2 separate regions of the Mus musculus genome follow, and region 1 is linked to region 2. The links are chromatin contacts, called in public promoter capture Hi-C maps. All regions are on one chromosome and are shown on one strand. Each heading gives the region's core, a stretch centred on a gene start, on an enhancer-like site or on the middle of the called end of the contact. The rest is flanking DNA. Distances are from core to core; before and after follow the strand shown. Region 1 holds the start of Cubn (cubilin (intrinsic factor-cobalamin receptor)). Region 2 holds the start of Rsu1 (Ras suppressor protein 1).

Evidence for each region. Capture Hi-C pulls out chosen DNA fragments and counts their contacts.
Region 1: a contact with region 2 is called in a promoter capture Hi-C map of adipose tissue. The contact joins the promoter of Cubn here to the promoter of Rsu1 in region 2. A contact is called at or near these places in 8 of 39 promoter capture datasets (the C10 cell line, the HPC-7 cell line, embryonic stem cells and 3 more), 1 of 484 Hi-C or Micro-C datasets (bone marrow-derived macrophages), 6 of 115 datasets of contacts at active chromatin or transcription factors (bone marrow-derived macrophages, embryonic stem cells, extraembryonic endoderm stem cells and 3 more) and 5 of 9 other capture datasets (adipose tissue, embryonic stem cells, liver and 2 more).

The regions. Positions count from the first base shown.
Region 1 is chr2:13,486,618-13,493,624 of GRCm38.p6, forward strand. Cubn (cubilin (intrinsic factor-cobalamin receptor)) reads right to left here and starts at 5,259. Exons shown (of 67, transcript NM_001081084.2): 1 at 5,084-5,259; 2 at 4,564-4,693; 3 at 3,281-3,376; 4 at 2,702-2,740; 5 at 138-239. The coding sequence starts at 5,196.
Region 2 is chr2:13,269,646-13,277,435 of GRCm38.p6, forward strand. Rsu1 (Ras suppressor protein 1) reads right to left here and starts at 1,770. Exons shown (of 9, transcript NM_009105.4): 1 at 1,555-1,770; 2 at 1,266-1,377. The coding sequence starts at 1,374. It overlaps Gm13270 (a long non-coding RNA gene), which reads left to right and starts at 1,932. Exons shown (of 3, transcript XR_865976.2): 1 at 1,932-2,067. Cubn (cubilin (intrinsic factor-cobalamin receptor)) reads right to left here. Exons shown (of 67, transcript NM_001081084.2): 67 at 6,693-7,190. The coding sequence ends at 7,083.

The DNA of each region.
Region 1 (7,007 bases), core at 4,009-6,508, 220 kb after region 2:
AGTCACTGTGACTCGTGAGGCACAGAATCCTAGAAACTTTGGTGGATAATAGGTGTGTCTGAATGCATCCGAAGAAGCCATGGCTGGCTCCCTGCCAGCCGTTCTCTGATTTTTAAGTGAAAGCCTGAGTGACTCACCTTCCACTGTGAAGGGCAGATACAAATAAAGGAGTCGTGCAGGTTGACACAGGTGCCACCATTGTGGCAGGGATTGCTACTGCAAACTTTTCTCTCCACATTCTGAAAGAAACGACAGGACAGTTAAGTCAGTGAGAGAATAGTGCTTGTCCTCAGTGCACAGTGAAGAGCGCTTCAGTTAGCCTGTGGATTTCTCCTCATCTATGAGGGCTTCCTCCAGAATTCCTCCAATGACTCTCTTCCCCCTTCTAGTCAATTCTCTTGTAAAAATTGCAATCATGCTCATTTTCCTTAACACCCTACATACTTTAGAGCATGGTTCATCTGAGAAACAAGTGCTACTAGACAGGAATAAAGATTTCTAGCCCTGACTGCTCTTCCAGGGGTCCTGGGTTCAATTCCCAGCAACCACATGGTAACGGGATCTGATGCCCTCTTCTGGTGTGTCTAAGGACAGCTACAGTGTAGTCACATTAAATAAATAAATCTTAAAAGAGAGAGAGAAAGAGAGAGAGAGAGGGAAGGAGGGGGAGGGAGGGAGGAAGGAAGGAAGGAAGGAAGGAAGGAAGGAAGGAAGAAGACTTCAAATGAGGGTATAAGAATGAATGTTGCTATTGCACTAAGAAAATGAAATGGAAATTTCCACTCTCTTGCCTAGTGGTCTTATCTCAGGTACCTCTAGATAAGCCTTTGAAAACGGATCATCTTTTATTACCAGCCCTCCTGCCACTGGCTCAGATGACTGAGCTCTTTTCTCTCCAAGCCCCTTTGTTTGAAATGGAGCCAGCAGATACACCTTTTGCCCTCTGCTCACCTGACTGCTTTTAGACCAGGACAGCAAACAGGGCTACCTTTGTCCACACAAACTGGGGATCTCACCCTTCGTCAGCTACCGGGCACTATTCTGTACAATTTGTAAAGATTTAGGGGTGCAGAGGCAACAGTTTCACCGAGGGCAAGTGATGATGCAGTCAAGACATTTTAATGCATTGACCTTAGTCAAATCTTGTTTCAAGCAGGGACAAAGTGTTTTTTACACCCATACATAAGTACCAACAAAGGCTCAGAGAAAACCAACTTAGTTCCATGGACAAAATTCCGGTAGCTGACGAAGGGTGAGATCTCCAACTTGTCCAGTGCTGTTTACTGCAAAGCCCATTCTTTCTCTGTCCTTGTTATAAATCCCAGGACTACACATTCATGTGTGTCTGTGAATTCTGCTTTCTTCCCTCCTATGATTTGTCTTCATGTCAGAACCACAATGAGTTATGTCCAGTAAAGGGCCAAAGGACATTATTAAGAACATTGGCCACAAACTTTTGAGTTTTCTGGTGAACGAAAGCAGTTCAAAGCCATAGATTTGGGGGTTCTAGCAGGAACGAAAATTAGTTAGCAGTCAGGAGGAAGAGGAGGAGGGGGTGGCAGTGACTGCTGACCTTGTCCTATCACAAAGCAGAAGGAAATTGACATTGGAAACCATTAAAACCTTGACCCCGACGATAGGGGAGAGGACAGCGGAAGCTCATTTTAATCGCAATCTCCAGTTCTTGACCAGCAATGAAACTGGGAAGCACTGTAGGAGTTTGAAAACCCCCATGATGCTTTGCTCCACAGCAGCCAGTTCTCTTTACATGTTCTCATGTGCTCAGCTATTCCCTGAAGATGTGAAGGCTGAGGTACAATGTGTTCTCGAAGTGATGAACAGAGAACATGAAGTTGTTCACCAAACTTAATGCCCACAGTAGGAGGTCAACCGTTATGGAAAGGAGTTGTAACTATTTGAGCAGATATTATTAACTGGGAATTGCAGAATCATAAGTATTGGTACATTCTATACATTTCTTTGGGCAGAAGGGTTATGGTTTCAACCGATGTTTTAGTCATTTGCCCACAAGGAAGGTGAAAAGCATAAATGAACACAGTCTTGCCTACACATAGCAAGGTTAGAGTGTATTTGCTCTGGGGAGTGTTTTAAGCTGAACTGCCAGCCAGTGCAGTTTTAAGGAGCCGAGAACACTGTACAGCCCCAGTATTCTGAGCTCAGCGAGGAGAGGCTATGTGGTTTTCTGAGACTCAGTTATTGATGCCAGCTGGGGGATCACTAGCTGACCAAACATACACAAGTAAAGCCACAGCAGGATGGCTAAAGGAGACAGTAAGGGGTGGGGCTTGAGGGCTGTGAACTCAGGTGTAGAAGATCCTACATTCTTAGTGACCTTAGGGTGGCATACTGCCCTGGGTTTTCTCGTACATCCTAGGGACGGAGGCAGGAGCAGGAATCAAACAATGGAAAATCAAGTCCTTGGTATTGATTGACCGCTTAAAATGAAACTATTGATTCATTTATATTACTACTACTATTTATTATTATTATTATTTTAGGTTAATTCATACTATGTATATCAAGGTGGTCTGTAACTTGCTACGTACGGTAAGCTGGATTCAAACTCTCAATACTCCTGGTTCGGTCTCCTGAGTACTAGGTTTACAGAGGAACAACAGCCATATTTACCTTAGAAATGTTGCTTACATATTTTCGGTGACTATCCATCCGTAGAACTTACCTGCTGTAAGCTTTGAAAATCTCTCTCAAGATCCACGAGCTGTAGCAGCGGGGAAGAAAATGCACCAATTACCGAGCGCAGAGACTGTCACGTGATGTTACCCATTGCTATGCTGCTCTTTTAGGGACTCATTTTGCTTGGTTGGTTTTCATTCATTATTTTCCCCCTCCTTATTCCCTTCCCTTCTGGGGTTTCTTTCTACCTGTAAATTTTTAAAGGTCTTTTAAAAAGAAGTTCAGCCCACTGATAAGCTGACTCTCTGTTTCCTTCACAAGGAGATTACAGCACAAAGACAGTGATAACCCCCCCTTGGTTCGCAAGGAAGATGCTATCAAGACTTGAACAAAGCCAAGCCTTGGGCAAGGGAGATGCTATCAGAACTTGAACAAAGCCTTGCCGTAGTGCTTACTGCCTTCTGCCACTACCACTCCCTAGCCTCCATTACAGCTATGCCACTTGACCCCAAAGTTCACAATGTAACGATAAACAGCTAACGACAAAAGAGCTCACTACGTACAAAGTTGGATTGACAAGAACTCATGGCTCTTACCATGAGCGCAATGCATATGTCGACCTTACCTTCGAGTTAAGTTGGTGGACTTGACTAAGTATATTTTGAGGAAGACCAGTTGTATTCCTTTTTAAATCTATAATATCATCTTTGTTTCTCTGGATCTAATATTTTAAAAAGAAAAAGAAAAGAATAACAATATGGAAAAATATTTCCATCTTACAGGAGCAAGCACTAAAGCTTCATTATTATAAATTCAAAACATGTGGCAAAGCTCAGTTGACTCTTCTAGAGCTACAATGACTTTTGTATATGTATTTTCCCATAATGTAATAACGTTTTAGAGTGCATATTAAGAAGTGTGGTAGTCTTGGGCTATAGCTCAATGAGAGAGAGCTTGACTACGATATAATTTAAAACTTTCTCCATTCAACCCCTAGTAACACAAAAATGTATGCTTTTGAATGAGACCTTTTGAATTTTAAATCTTGCCCCAATTACTTATTGTCTATTTTTGGACATTAAATATTTGCCCACTTTGTAACTCATAAGTGGAATAATAATCAACACTTTCATGGGGGAGTCCTGAGAGTCAAGCAATATAACACACAAGTGCATGACCCAGCCGCAGCATGTGATGTTATTAATGCTGAGTATGGAAAGCGTTCAATAAAGTATTAGAGTAACTGACTACTCTGCTGTGGCAATAGTGCTGCAGAACACATCTGTGCCTGCTCTGGTCCCCTCCTTATTGCCCCACACAATGCACAGAACACATCTGTGCCTGCTCTGGTTCTCCCTTTTCCCTCCCTGCAGAACACATCTGTGCCTGCTCTGGTCCCCTCCTTATTGCCCCACACACACTGCACAGAACACATCTGTGCCTGCTCTATTTCCCCTTTATTCCTTCTATGCAGAACTCATCTTCCCTCCCTATAGAACGCATCTGTGCCTGCTCTGGTCCCCTCCTTACTTCCTCTCTGGTAGAGGAGCTCTGACTTTCTGGCTCTTCTCTGAATGGTGAAATCTGTCCCTAAGCAATGAGCCTCCTCTTCTGGCATTGACCCCTCTCTCCTCACCATGAAGTCTTTATAAGGCTTCTTTTTCTCATTACAGATGGTTGTGAGCCACCATGTGGCTGCTGGGATTTGAACTCAGGACCTCCGGAAGAGCAGTCAGTGCTCTTAACCACTGAGCCATCTCTCCAGCATAAGGCTTCTTTTTAAGACCTGATCTTATGGTTGTGTTTTCTGTGCTCAGGATTCAAGGTGCTGACTAATATTGAGCTGGTCAATTTAAGCTAGTATATATTGATTAACAAAGCAAGAGCTGTGTTTTCCCAGTGCATTACCTGGTGTAAACATTCGCCAAGGTCATCATCATTTAATTTGATTTTCCCCAGGGAACCAGTTCTAAATTCAATGTTTTGGGCAGAGCTTGTAAGAAACACTAAGTTTCCCTCCTCCGTAGTCATCCGAGGCCTATACAATTTGAGCAGAGAATTCATCAGTAATTAGCACATAGAGTTTTAAATTTTAAACCAAGTTTCTTGCGGAATAATGATAGACTTGCTATACATATCCTCATTTCACACTCAATCCAACCAAACCGTCTCTATTCATCTATCATTATTTCTCTGAGAATTTCTTAATGATATATTTCCCAGGAATCGCAGATGTGACTCACTCACAAGTGAACAAAGACCATTTGTAAATCAGAAAACAGTTCTTTATACCAGCCCAAATCTTCTCCCCAGGGGCTTTTTAACATCGCTACTTTCCTTGAGAAACTTTGACTTCTCGTGTTATTTGTTACGGACAGCAAGGATAGACTCCAGTCCCTTAGCAGAAATAAGCCACGCTTATACTTACTGGTGGAGATCAGCAATTCTTTTCTGTAGCTTCTGCTCTGGTGTTCCAGTTTCACCGTCTAATCCGGGTACCATCAATAAAGTAACAAAACCCCAGAGAAAATGTGAGGCCATGCTCCGCAGCTCCCCCGCTCACCTCGCCGGCAAGAGGGAGACCACTCTGGCCAGCTGAGTCCAGAATTTGAGGGCTGCTTGCAGCCAGTTGCTCTTTGATCAGCAAAATATTCTTTAACTTTCCAGTCTTTCCAAGAAGGCTTAAGTTATTTTGCTCCTTCCTGAAGAATGTCAATGATCTTAGATCTCTAGTACTGTTCAACTTGTGAGGGGTCAAAATCTACCTTAAGTTATGCACAACTTAATCATTATTTGCTTAACCTTTGAAACAGTAACCAGCGGCTCCGGAATCATCCACTGAAGGAATCCTTGCTTAGGAGGCTCTCAGCTTTTGGTAAATAGTGCTGGAGAAATAGAATTTCTGCAAAAGAAGTGATTTCTTTATCTCATACTGTGCATAAAGGTTACTGCTAAGTGTTCTTCGGAGCCCCAAATTTAAGAAGAAATGGGGAAGAAGTCGTGACCGTGGATTTGCACTCATTTCTCGGCCCTGAACCACAAAAGTAGGAACAGTAAAACCAAAAAGAAACCAGGAGAAGGAGTCAGTGTCAAAATTCAAGAGGATTCAAAGGCAACTTCAGGGGATCAGCTTACATCAGTGGGGAGCCACAGGGAAGTGGCCCCGAGTTCCAGTAAATAATCCTCACCATGTTCACCTAGGCAACCCTAATGAAGCCCAGGAGGCCACACCTGCACACAGGCATGAAAAGAGTACGAACTTTTTTGTTTTGTTTTGTTTTGTTTTGTTTTGTTTTGTTTTGTTTTGTTTTGTTTTGTTTTTGAAAGAAGGGGCTCAGTGAGAGCAGGGAGAGGATAGGAGAAGGCAATGGGATGAATATAATCAAAATATATGACATACATATATGAAACTGTCAAAGAAAAAAATAGTTGTATTTTTAAAGTAACTCAAAGAAGCAAAGGAAGTAGTTGGAAAACATATATACCAAATGAGATTAACATCCAGAACTTAAAAAAAAAAAAAAAATCCCACAATTTAACAAGAAAGTATGCAACAAAAAAAAAAAAAAAAAAAAAAGCCAAAGAACAGAGTGGAAATACCCTCAGAAAAGACTTACAGACATTTGTGACCATATGGCTAGCAGCTCTGCTAATCTGGTGACTCTAAATCAAAACCATGAGACATAATTCCATACCCAGTAAATGGCACTGCTACTATAGAAAAGAGCATAGAGATTCCTAGAATTACAGGTTCACACTACCACACCCAATATACAATAGAATGTTTTTCAGCCATAAAAAAAAAAAAAAAAAAACAAATCAGCACACACTACAAAGTAGATACAGGAAAGTGAAAGAAAACCACCATCTACGAGCCTGCTTACATACGGTGCCTGGATGAGTTTGACTCTGATACAGAAACCGAGAATGGTGATTGCTGCAGGCTACAGTGCAGGAGAATGAGGGCTCCCTGTTTAATGCTTGTAGAGATCCACAGAGAAAATACAAAAGGCTCTGATGAGCCGCAGATGCAATGGCAGAAGTACAAGCCTATGGACCACAAAATTAAAAGCTGGCTACATATATTTCCCAATGACCTTTGCACTGAAACTATAGTTAGTCTCGAATTTCTGCCATCTGTAGATGCTGCACACAGTAGAGAGAGGCTACCTGAGCCCTAGAGAAATTCCTAGGGTCTAGAAGCCCAGCAGGTAACTCCCAATATCAGCACCCCAGCTTCTCTCCCAGCAAGCCACCCAAGGCCCATCCCAGAGCCCTGGCTCAACATACGCTTTGAGCAAGTCAACAGCAGCTCAAGGGAACCACAGCTCCCTGGATTGGCTGGAGGATGG
Region 2 (7,790 bases), core at 520-3,019:
GCTCAGCGGTTAGGATCACTGGCTGGTCTTCCAGAAGTCCTGAGTTCAATTCCCAGCAACCACATGGTGGCTCACAACCATCTGTAATGGAAGCCCTCTTGTGGTGTCTCTGAGGAGAGCAACCGTGTACTCACATATGAAATAAATAAATCTTTTTTAAAAAATTAATTAATTAAAGGCTATGCAATCTGTGCCTTGTAGAAAGGTGGGTTCACACAGGAAGATAGAAAGAGAACGTTTTTCATAGGCTATGATGTCTGAGCTGACTCTTGGCAGTTAAGTTAAGGGACGTCAGGTGGAAAGGCATATAGATAAGGAGACAACAGACTTGCAAGTCAGGAAGATCTGGCTGCTCAGGGTCACTCAGTGGAGCTTATTCAACATCGCTTGGAATGAATGCATGGAAGGGATCGGTTTATGATCAGAATCAGACCTTGTATGTCCCGCTGAGGAATGTGGGGGTACCACTCTCAACAGTTAAGCTCTCAGAGGATCCAAATGAAGTCACAGGAACCTACAGAAGCGTGGTGACTTACTTAAAAAGTGTTTTCAAAGACCAGAATTAGTTTGCAGAATTTAAAGATCATGAAAAAGTGGACACTAGAATTCTCAACACAAAATCTGGCGATAGTGATGCAGCATTTACACATGGGGATAACCGTCTCCATGTGGAGAAGAGGAGATGCCCATGAGAAGGGCACAGGCAATGGAGTTTATGACCATTCCCACTTGTACTGAGTTCCCTGTCTGGTTTTACAGATGAGAAAAAAACAATAAAGTAAGAGTCATATAAGTTCACAGCTGAAAGCAACACCCTGATTAAACGGGTGCTGAGCTTGGATCACAAGATTGAGCAATGCCTGAACACAAATGGGAGAATGACCCAGGAATACGTAATGAAGGAAAATGTTGAAAATACTACTGGCACAAGAATTCTTACTATGCATGTAATTTTTGAGTACCACCAGCTCATGATTCATAGAGTAAAACGTGACTTCCAAATTACAAACAAAAATGGCTACTTGGGACACTACATGGAAGATGGACTTCAAAGCTATGAAGCTCCCTCACCCGCTGAGAAGGAACTGCAGCACACCTCGTGTGACGTTCTCATCTGGTTCACCAGTCCCAGCAGAACTAACTGTGGTTTGCAAGCTCCTGACAAGTGACCAAGTGACGAGCAAAGGTGGAATGGCAGGCTTCCGAAACTCGCCTCCCAAGAGAGCAGTTACTTACAAACTTAGCAACTGTCCAAGAGAACTTACACAAGCCGTTGACATCCAACATACTGGAGATACCCCTGTCACTCATGTCCACTTCCGGCTGGTTCTTCTCCCTGCTCTCCTCCACCAGCTTCTTCAGTGACTTGGACATGTTCTGTAGCAAAGGACAACAAAGCACGTGGATGATGGCAAAAATGGGAGCCTGGGGGTTGTGGGGCAGGTTAAGGCAGGAAAGGAGCAGAGGCCCAGGCTGAATTCTCCAGGGCTGCCTAGGGGAGAATGGGTATCACCATGGAGTCCTTAATGGAGGACTTGGACCCCGCACACTCACCGCAGCGAGCAACACCTGGTGGGTGTGATTAGGGACCTGCAAGGGAAACTCGGGTGGAGAGCGATGAACTGGATCAGCCGAAAACAGGATCCCGCAGCAGGAACACACCCTGTCCCAGCGATCGCGCAGGCGCACACAAAATCCGGCCAACCCCACGCCCCTCCCGGCCTGACACTTCCCAAATTAGGAGAACTGTTTCCCAGCTGTGGCTCCAGGCGAGGCTCTGCCCACTGAAGAAAGTGGACCCCGAGGCGGACCAATCGTACACGTTTTAGTCTCAGAGACTCCGCCCTACGCTGAGGAACGCCCATCTTCTTGAGTTTGGAACTTGAATTGGACTCAGCAAGTGCATGTGATCTAGATTCTGCGCATGCTCAGTAAGCTAGCTGAAGGACAAAGTTCTGTGGGCGGAAGCAGGGGATTCTAAGCTGGTCGCTGGTACCGAGGTAGACTCTTAGAATGCAGCTTGTGTTGAGGGATTTGGAGTTCCGTCCTGAGAAATCCACAAGTCAGGTACTCTCTTTTGTCCTGCGTCTTTCGTTGCCGGTCCCCTCCCACGGAGAGTTGTTACCGTGAGTCCCTCGTGTGCCCCTGGCTGTCGCAGACCTGGTGGAGGTATGAGGTCTGGATTATGGTAAAGATTCTGAAGACAAAGATTCCGCCCGAAACTTATGTCCTCAGCTGGTAACTCACAGGTTTCTGTATCTAACTGTTTTGCTCCGTTCCTTTTGGTCTTGGGAACTGGAATCTATCTCCCTTAGGGTTAGATGCTAACAGTAAACCACGACTATGTCAGAAGTCTGAGTTGGTGTTTACACCCATGAACCGTGAAATCTTGGCTCTTAGAACTCTCCCACTTTCTTCAAATAGAATGGATGGATAGATAGATAGATAGATAGATAGATAGATAGATAGATAAACTTTCTGCTGACCCTCTGGGTTCTACCTCCTAATGACTAGATCTTGATGACCCAGTAAAAAACTTAATCTTAGTGACAATTTCACACTATTAAATAGGAAATCATTCCAGAATTATTCCTCTGGCATTAGGTACATGACAGATAAGCAGTCAGACAGACGTGCAGAAGTTTAGACACACATATATAAGCAATGAGCCAAGCAGGTACTAGAAAAAGATTCGGCACTTTGAATTTGAAAGCAGAAATTTCTCCTTAAACACACTTCAGATGAAACGATGATACTTGCAATGCAGGCAACTTGCATTGTCCAGGCCTCATCACTTTTTTTTTTTTTTTTTTTTTTGGTTTTTCGAGACAGGGTTTCTCTGTATAGTCCTGGCTGTCCTGGAACTCACTCTGTAGACCAGGCTGGCCTCGAACTCAGAAATCCGCCTGCTTCTGCCTCCCAAGTGCTGGGATTAAAGGCATGTGCCACCACGCCCGGCTTGCCTCATCACTTCTTAAGCTAGACATTTGCTGAGAGCACTGATCTAGCACAGTCTCATACAAGCTGTGGATGCAGTTTCAGTTTCTGTGAGCCCTCTAAGCCCAAAGCATCAATATTTATTAGTGCTTTTTGAAAGGTTACTGATAGTTTTTCTCTGGCTGTTTCTGATGGAGATAGTTTTACTATATAAGTTTAAAGCATCATTTAGGGCTGGTGTAACAAAACGCCATAATTCTGAAGGCTGGAAGCCCAAAGTCAAATGCAGGAAGATTTGATGTCTTCTACCCCTACCCTGCCCCCTTAGCCTGGAGACTGCCGCCTTTCTTTGCACCCTCACATTACTTTCCCTCACCCCAGTTCAGTTCATCCTCCACGCAGCTATGATGACCACAGCAGATCTCTTGCATCATGACCTTCCCTTCTTCCTCTAATGGATATTTCTTTTTCTCAGCAGCTCTAAAGACAATAAGTTTAACCTTACCTCTGTTTGCTAAGTCAGTTTGTTTCAACAGTCTACTTTTGTTGGCTCCTCAGGCAAGAGTCTTTTTTGGTAATTGATCTTAGTTAACATTTCATGTTCAAGCCTGAAGACCTTGGCTGATTTTTCTGCATGATTTGTGTTGTTTCCTGACCCCCTCTCACTGTTGTAAGTGGATTTGTTTCCGTCTAAGTCTGCATCCTTTTCTCCCTGAGTTATTTGTTACGTTTCTTTAGAGACAAGAGTACAGTTCTGTGCAGAAAGTCATCCCCAACCTGCCTTTGCTGGTGCAGGGGAATGGCAGTTATGAGTGTCAGCTATACTACTTCCCCTACTTCCTGCCTTACCATCTCTCACTGCAACAGGCAGCCACACACACAAACAACTCCTGGACCAGCAATTCCCATCTCCGTTGTGCTCCTGTCTTGAAATTATCTGGGGAAACAAGTCCCCTTTGATGTGTTTATAAAAAGATAAAGAAAAAGGGGGTATATTCTATGGGGGTGTGGTGAGGCATGGGGGGCAGGGGGTGTCTCAGTGGCCCCATGCAGAGGCATCCTTTTCCCCTAAGGGACCAGCTACACGAGGGTATAGTATAGAATAGAGTTTATTCAAGGTATGGGGAGGAGAGTTAAGAGAGTAGCAGAGAGATAGAGAGAGAGAGAGAGAAAGAGAGAGAGAGGAAGAGAAAGAGAAGAGAAGTAGAGGCTGGCCCATGGCCATGAGCACTCAGAGAGATGGGTAATGGAAGGGAATGGGGAACGGAAGAGCAAGAGAGAAGCAAGAGATAAGAGAACAAGAGAAGGAGGAGGGGACAAGCAGCCCCTTTTATAGTGGGTCAAGCCTACCTGGATGTTACCAGGTAACTGTGGGGAGGAGCATACTTGGCTGTTACCAGGTAAATGTGGGGTGGAGTTTAGATAGAATGCTAACACCTTTATCAACACATTTCCATCCACTCTCTGAATTTTCTAGAAATTAGTTTTACCCTTGTTGGAGAGAAGGAAAAAATAAACTGTGTTTTGCTACTCTTATAACATTCAACACATTATACTGCCAAAACTTGCTGGAGGAGGCCATTTCCACATCCCAAACCATTCTCCAGCAGGTACCAGCTGCGTCCTACAGTTTATCTCAATTCCGACACTGTACAGATGCAGTTAACATCAGCTCCCACAAGTAGGGGACCTCAGCGCATGCCCAAGACTCCTGCATTCCAGGTGTTCACAAATCTCAAGTTGTAAATGGGTTATCATCAGATCTTCTGAGGGCTGGCTATAAATAAAATTGTCAAATCCATTTCCTCTAGCTAAGTTCATTCTCGGACTGTACTCGGGGTTTATAGCCCTTGTTATTTGAATCTGAATAATCGCTCACAGGCTCCTGTCCTAGCGAATAGGAGATAGGGCCTCCCTGGAGAGAGAGAGCTTTATCTCAGTTGGTTTCCACAGAACGAAGTATCTATGAGAAGGATCCATGCTTTTCCAAGATGCACACTACTATGTCCAGGAAGTGTGACTATAGAATTGAAGAACGCTTACTCAATATTATCATGTAATTCTAAAGTTGAAAACTTATTTTTTTAAAAAAGAGGCAAAGCTCTACAATATTTCAAAGGTAGACGTCTAGGCCTGAGGGGACATACTTAGGTGGTCAGACAGTAGCCACCCCAAAAACATAAGCTCTGTATGCACAGCAAAGGGGGAATGGACTCTGAGTTTTCAAAGGACTCCTCACCAGGAAGAAAACCCTGGTTGTGCTTGCTCTCTTTGTGGGGGTGAATGAGTGATCTTGCTCTGTCTTAAGACATGAGAAGTTCCCAGAAGCCAGATCAATATGGCCTCATGCATGGATGACACCATGGTCTTCTTGCAATTGGTCCCTTGTTCAGCTTGTCGGGGTCTTTTGGATTTAATGATGTTACCCATTGCTTTACCACATTTCCAATACAGCATTATCCACACACTTTAGATATATGCATAGCTAATGGGAAGCAGAGCTGTTTACGATGATACTTCATTGGTGCCGCTCTGTTCCCTACAGAAACAATTTCTTCAGTATTTGAGTGTTGAAGTCAGCTGAAGCAACACTCTCATTCAGCGCAAGTCTCTAAGACTTTGCTTAGCGTGATTAACCTGTACTAAGTTTCTTTCTGTGAAGTTGTCTGATCTGCTGGAGACGGTGGCAATCTCTGAAAGCACTTGGTTTCCTCCTGGAAGTGAAGTAGTGGGTACCACTCTTAGTTACCCACCTGGAGGCAACAACATGCTGTAGGATGCTCTCAGTCCTGACAAAGCTGCAGAGCTAGGGCACCTGAGGTGACACACTCTGATACACAACTGCACCACACTGTGATCCCCACCGCTCAGGGACGAGCTGGCATATGCAAGGGTCTGTGCATTTTTTATGCTTGTTAATAATATAACTGTCTACAAAAATGCTCTGTGTTCTTGGCTTAACTTGAATAGAAATACACAAAATATGCTTCAGGACTAGAGCATGATCCTTCTTGGAACATTATTTCTTTGAGAATTTGCTTTTACTAACACCTTTTAAACAGAGACAGCCAGCTTTTACAACCAAATATTCATGGGTTTCTTGTCTGTTACGGCAGTAGCTTGAAATAAGGCCTGAAAGGTAACATGAAGTTGTTAAATAAAGTACACATAGAATAAGAACTGATGGCCTGTGTGAGTTGTAACTACCAGGCTGGAAGTATGATGCATTTCTGTATGATGTGGGCAGTATGCTATGCAGAATACCAGGGCTTGAGTTGTGTGAGAAAGGTGTGTGCAAAGCTAAAGAGAGGAACAGTCGCTGTGCAATGGAGAGTAAGGCTGATTTTTTTCTGAAAATTTAGTGTGCTGTGGTTTGAATCTGACATGCCCCGCCCCCTCATGGCTATTGGATTGTAACAGTTAGTTGGGTGCCAGCTGGTGTAGCCGTTTGGGGGGCTGCAGAACCTTTGTTCTCCAGCTGGTGGCGCTGTTTGGGGAGGCCATAAAAGCCTGGGCAGGAGGAACTGGGGCGCTAAAGTGCTTCACTTCCTGGTTTTCTGCCAAGTGAGTGGTACTGCACATGCTCCTACTGCATGGCCCACCATGCCCTTTTCAGTGTGATGGAAACAAATCCAAGGAGGAGAAGTCGGAGTTCGTGTTGGGAAGCAGTTTCAGAGGCCACAATAAATCTTCGAGCGCACGTCACAGTGAAAACCTGATCGCAATGGGTTAAAAATGGAGACAATGGAACTGTATGGTTTTAAGAAATGTTTATTACCCGTACTTTGACTTTTGTATAGTGGAAACCATACAGCTATTTGTATCACCAACTTTTAGAAATGTACATCAGTGTGCCAGGATAATTTCTACCCTTTAAAGAACGTTTTAAAAGGTCTCCACTAAATGGTGCATCCAGTAAGGATGGCATGTACACCTGAGTGGAACACCACCAGGCTCTGCCTTCAGAACACCAAATGTAAAAAAATTGGTCATACACTTTCTCTTGTAAAGGCCATAGAAGCTCAGTCCGTGTTTGATGGCGTGGGCAGAGATGGGGATGAGAACCACAGAGTTCTGGGCAGGGTTGCGGGTTGCGTCTGACGGCGCGGGGCAGAGCCAGAGGGGTTACACACAGCTCTCCCGATTCAGCTACTCCACATTATTTCAAATCCTGAAGAAACGGTTGCATACTCCGCATGGAATCTTATGAAGACCCGATTTGATGAAGCATGAAAGGGTGCTACCACAGTGTCCTGCAATTGAGGAGGAGGGGAAGAAAGGTTATTTTTTAAATCAAACATATTTCTAGAAATATCAGCATACTTAAAGTGTTACCTATAGAAACTCTATAGAAGTTCTAAGAGTGAAGCAACATATATTTCTAACTGTGACACACCAATAATTAGTGCATTAATTAATACAACAGAATGCCTCCAGAGACAGAAGGCTGCAAGGCGATGGTTGGGGAGGTAATGGTGGGCCTCACTGGTCTTTTATCTTCTGTGTATCTGAACTAATGTGAACAATGGCACGCATCAGTGCTGTGCCATAAAGCACACCACCCCAGCCAGGCTGCTGGTGTCAGCGCATGCACACCACCCCAGCCAGGCTGCTGGTGTTAGCACATGCAGACCCACACACAACCGCCAGGCTGCTGGCGCTTTACCTTAGCGTTTAGTTCTTATTTCTTTTATTCTTATGCTTTATATGATAGGTTAACATTGTGAAATGTTAATAAAATAAATGGAAAACTCATTACATATGGAAAGGAGTATACTTTGATAATGGATACAGCGTATCCATTATCTCCTTGGATTTGAGATGACACTGAGCTACAAGAGGGAGTCATCCAC